Regions from separate parts of the Gasterosteus aculeatus genome. Here region 1 is linked to region 2. The links are chromatin contacts, called in public Hi-C maps. All regions are on one chromosome and are shown on one strand. The core of a region is the stretch at or near the end of the contact, and the rest is flanking DNA. Distances in the headings are between cores, read along the strand shown.

What was found. Hi-C and Micro-C count contacts between places; a contact is called where the count stands out from the background.
Region 1: a contact with region 2 is called in a Hi-C map of whole body, with 2.8 times the contacts expected there. The contact joins the enhancer-like site here to the promoter of chd1 in region 2. A contact is called at or near these places in 3 of 6 Hi-C or Micro-C datasets (skeletal muscle and whole body).

Annotation. Positions count from the first base shown.
Region 1 is chr14:15,449,014-15,451,757 of fGasAcu3.hap1.1, reverse strand. slc38a9 (solute carrier family 38 member 9) reads left to right here. Exons shown (of 16, transcript XM_040198051.2): 14 at 65-213; 15 at 856-945; 16 at 1,371-2,112. The coding sequence ends at 1,536. Among protein-coding and RNA genes, the nearest start is that of slc38a9, 13 kb to the left of the region's middle. Within about 2 kb of position 1,402, at least 1 of the 9 cell types and tissues checked has open chromatin away from gene starts, as enhancers often do.
Region 2 is chr14:15,312,349-15,315,152 of fGasAcu3.hap1.1, reverse strand. chd1 (chromodomain helicase DNA binding protein 1) reads right to left here and starts at 1,368. Exons shown (of 36, transcript XM_040197735.2): 1 at 1,193-1,368.

The sequences.
Region 1 (2,744 bases), core at 153-2,652, 140 kb before region 2:
TGATTGTACCGGGACTTAAGTTTCCGTACAGGCTCTTCAAACACTGCTTTTTTCTCTCCTACAGAATTTCCTAGATAACTTCCCCAGCAGTGATGTGACTGTGTTTGTGGCTCGGACTTTCCTGTTGTTCCAGATGGTCACAGTCTACCCCCTGCTGGGATACTTGGTGCGGGTCCAGGTGATGGGCCAGATCTTTGGCAACCATTACCCAAGGTAGCATTGAAGGATATTATCATTAAAGATTTATATCAAACTTGCTAGACGGAAATAACAAAATCCTATAAAAGTGGTTTCCATAAACCTGTAGTTTGTCGGCATTATGCGGATTATAGATTTTTTTTTTTTTCCAATAACTGAAACCTGTAAGGAGAAAAGGCACAAACTAATGTGGCTAATGATGGTAGCAGGAGGGAAGACCAGGGTCTAGATACACCCATGGAAATCTGTGAGAAGATAAAGCACAGGGAAGAAGCTGACTTAGGATACACCAACTCTCATTGAAGCACATCACTAAGAAATCCCCCAGCAGTCTTGGGCCTCAAGCAGCTTATCTGAGGGCTGGTCCAGGCGAACCTGAGCCAGCCCTAACTATAAGCGATATCAAAGAGGAAGGTTTTAAGCTTTATCTTAAATGAGATTACCAAATCTCCCCCCCCCCCCCCTCCCGTACTGAAAGTGAAAGCTGGTTCCATTAAAGAGGAGATTCATAATATCGAGTAAAGACGTGCTAACTTGAAAAACTATATAAGTGTTATCAAAGGGGAACGTCTTTATCTTAAATGAGGGGAACTTGCGCACCGTTCTTTTGTGTGGATTCAATCTTTCAGCATATCAGATTTTCATTTTTTCTCCTAGTTTCTTCCACATTCTGGCACTGAACATAATAATTGTTGGTGCTGGTGTCCTGATGGCCAGGTTTTATCCCAATATTGGATCCATCATACGGTATGTTTGACCTTGTTTCCCTATTCACGTACACTGTGTGATGGCTAATAATTAATCAAAACAATAATTAAAAGAGTGTTGACCATTAAAAGTATGAATTAACTTAACTACAGTTAATAATAATAATAATAATAATAATAACTTTTTTTTTCTCAGATCTAACACAGTATGCAAACATTATGCAATGCGTTTGATTAGTCATGTACAACCATTCAAGGCAACTAATGATGGCAAAGAAATTCAATGTTGTTCATCGGGGGGCTGTGGCTCTACAGGTAGACTCTACTAATTAGTTTAGTGGAGATTGTCCCTATATCCTCAAATGGGGCCCTGACAGAAGGAGTTAAACAAACAAACGAGAAAGTTAACTTGTTGTGACACTACTAAAAGCTCTGTACTGATGTCAACTCTGTCTCCCTGTGCAGGTTCTCTGGAGCTACATGTGGCTTGGCTTTGGTGTTTATCTTCCCTGCCTTAGTCCACATGATCTCGCGGAGCAGGCAGGGGCTTCTCCGCTGGCCCTCAGTCCTCTTCCACAGTTTCCTGATTGTTCTGGGCATCGCTAACCTGCTGGCTCAGTTCTTTATTTAAAGAAGTCAGACACAAACACTGAGATCTCAGAAGTGACAAACAGAATGTAGACATTGTTCACATCAATGAATCTGAAAGACAGACAGATCTTCAACCGAACGATCATGTTGGATGTGGAAATAAGGATTGGGTTATTGACAAGTTTATCATATCCGCTTTAAAGGTGATGCCATTGCAGGTTTAAATGCTTTACACATGGTTTACAACTGGATTTCAGGATCACATAGTTGAGTTATCCTTTGATTACGATAACCGTTAATGTTACTGTTTTTTGCATGATAGCTATTTTCCAGATAATGGGTTTAATGTGTTTATATTTAAGTACGGATAGGATAAACAAAGGGAATATCTGCATTTAAATACACAATGAGGGAAACAATATAAAGATTGCAAATCTAAACATAAGCAATGACAAGAAAAATAGGAAGGGAAGGTCTGAATGTCCTTCTGAGTGGGGAAAATGTTGCTCTTGGCCAACATGTGGATTGAAGCAGAAAGCTTTGTTGCACAAACATACCTGATTTAATAAATTATTTCATCTACTTTTCATAAATAAATGTTGACTTTTGGATTTGACAGTGCTTTGGAGTTTTCAGAGATGTTTGGATGTTTTGGAGATGTGGCAAGAAATCTTACGGCGCTACACTGGATTTCTACAAAAAATAATGTAATAATATAGCCTCATCTTTATCTTGACAGTACATAAATAGCGGATTTAATTCAAATGTATATTCTTAAAAATAACAGAACTGTATATCATTCAAATGTGGAATTTTTTTATTTGAACCGTTTATTGTCAACCGTACCAATGAAACTTTGCGATATACAGTAAAAAGGTTTTGGGCGAACATCTCGGCCATTGACAAGAGAAGAGGGGTCTCTGCTCTTTTTAAGTTCTATGGACAACACCGTACATTGTGATTGTGGTAGAGAAGCCTGCATGTAGAGCCCCTCTACATCTGAGCCTGAAGGGCAAAAGTTCTAACCTACTTTCCTCTATGGTAATTGGATTTAGTGTGAATAATGACGGAAGAGAGAATCTGCCTGCATGCAACTGGAAGAAGGTGTGTGTTTGCGCAAATGTAGTGAGTGGAGATGGAGAGCAAATGGGAGAACACTAGATGGTGCCAAAGATCCATCAGAGACAAATTTATCTGTATGTATCAGTACTATCCTTTACTCAGGCTGTCTGGATGTGTTAACAATTC
Region 2 (2,804 bases), core at 119-2,618:
AAACACTAACCTTAGCCGAGGCCAGATATATCTAATTAAGCCAACCGTTCTGTCACCAATGGCTATAGTTTAGCATGTAGCTAATTAGCTACTACCGGCTAATGACGCAAATATTAGCTATTGGCGGGGTACGTTGGCAGAAATGTATTCAGCCACCAACGCGCCAGTTTTATCTCCAAACTCCAGAAGGAACGCAACTAACAGCAAACATGTCGACATTATTGTATTACTACCAGCAGTTTGATTCATTTCGGACACTTCATTGCTACATGTTTAACGTTATATAAAACTGTCCAGTAATTACTGTTTGCTAACATTAGCTCGATTATGTTTAGTATGTTTTAGCGTTTCACAATCATAACACTTGTAAAACACGAAAAGCAACAGTACGCGTTATAATTCCATAATATGCACCGCAAACATGGAAGTCAGCCTTGAAATGCAGTTTTGTACATTTTATTTAACGCTAACGTGGGCTCATTATACATAAAGTTAGAGGGATGATAGTCAAGCGTTTACTTAGGTTGCCAGGGAAAGTAGCGTTAGCTAACGTTATGAAGCACGAGGCTAGCACGGAAGCTAACAAAATGACAAAACTTTGCGCTAGTTCATTTTAGCAGCACGCCGCTGAAATGTTCCCTTTCCGGTTCTAGTTTAGCAGCAAACGATATATAACTGTGCAAATGTCTTTGCAAGTAGTGGGCCACGGTAGATAACTCAACTTATTTAGTATTCATTAGTAAACCCAAATTAGCTAACCTAACTTCACCCTCTTCCATCTTGTTTTCATTCGCCGCTCACTTCTCGCGGCTTTTACCACATCAACATGCAACGTTAGCCTACTCACTCATTGAACTAGGATATAAGTAACTCATCGCTGTATATTACCGGATGTTATTTACGGTTACCTGACAGACTCCAATGGATTGTTGTTGAAATCCTCCTTTGCGCTTCAGAGGTTCTTTCTTCTCTTATTTAATAGACAAGCTAGCAGCGGCGGTAGCTAACGCTACCTTACGCTAGCTAGCTATCCCCCAGTCAGGGAACTCAGCCCCGAACGATTCAGTTCGAAAGAACTGGTGCAGTGTTGTTGTTTTTCTCTCCTTCCAAAAACCGAATAATTTCCCCTTTCCGATGTATAGGTAAGCAAACTCTCCTGCCCACTGATCAACTGCGATTGTAGAAAACTTGCATTTCAATCCAGGGTCTTCCTAGATCCGGCCTCCGCCATGACGCCGTAGGGTTCACTTCACTAGGAAACCCCGGACAGTGACGTCACGATTGTGCGCCTCATTGCGATTCATCAGCAGCGAACATCTGGACAAGAAATACCTCTACAGGATAAATGGACAAAAAAACTCATTAATGTGTGTCTAAAAACGAAAATTGCTACTTAATGGCGGTGCATTTTAAACATGTTTAACATGGGGCAAGTGGATTAGAAGAAGAACAAACATGATTGATGGAGAAAGAATAATTGGCTATAAAATGTTGTAATAGTTTTGGGGAAGAATCTTGCCAATTGTCAGGGTTGTGAAGCACAAACAAAAACAAAGGACATTTAAAGGACACAGAAGTGCAACAAAAGTCATATGTTAAAGATGATCTGCATTTATCTACCTCAAACATTGATTCTAGAGAGGATCTCCCTACATTAGGTCTGAGCATAGGTGCTAATTAGAGACTGGAGGTGTATATATAATTCACAATATGATTTATTCTCAGTAGCTGGTGAGATTTGGATGAATGAAAGAAAGGCTGTTGTCTGTTGTTGTTATGGGAAGGAAGGCTCCGACATGCAAACTGTAGAGAAACTATGGAGTTGTTCGTTTAAACATAATGTGTAGGTTAACTTGGATTTAAAAGAAATTACTTAATCTCTTGGTTTCAGAAGCCAGAGGGAAGTGTTGGATTAGAATAGATTATAAAATGTCACTAGTTGGAGACCCGATGTAATTATACAGTTGGGTTTCTGTTGTCCTCTATCAAATAATAGGTTACGGTTATTAATGCATGCATAATAATATAAGACATATTCTTCCGTCATATAAGGTCCGTATCTATTTTGTAGGCCAAAATGCAGTTTTACAGTTACAATAGCCTGTTTAAAGTAATCATATAGCAAATAACTGATCGATTCCGATTCTGCTAATAGATTAGGGATTTGATGAAGATATGGTAGCCTTCGTGTTTTGAATTCCTTACATATAGCCTAGCAGTGCTCTGCTCTAAGCAGATAACATGGCATGCAGTAGCTAATAACATTCATTACAACTTGGACTAACCCCTTCAAAGACTTGGAATCTGCTTCACATACATATCACCAGCAGGTGCTGCTGCTGCAAAACAAGCAGTTGATTCTAACAAACAGAGAGAGCAGAGGGATATGGCACGAAAGTACAAGAAAGAAGAAGAAATCCAGGATAACTGAAAAGGCGCAGTTTGACTTAAGGCTGGCGCATGCTTCTAGCCTTTAGAAAATGGCAATTCCTCAGCTTCACCCCAGCTGAGAAATTGGCCCTTGTTTAAAACCAAAGAAGGCCTGTGATGGAAGGGATTCATGGTGGGACAGCTGCTGGCTACTGACTTTCCACCTGCAGAAACTGCCCTGGTATGGTACATTCTCCAGTACTGCAAACACAATCACCCATGTATACGGAATATGTGGACTGTCTTGTGGAAATCCTCTTTGATTTACTCACACTTTTGATGTTAATGAAGCTTGATCTTTAGTATGAAGTTATTTCCCCATTTTTATTTTACATTTGGTAATATTACAGTTACAGGAAACACTACAGCTCAAA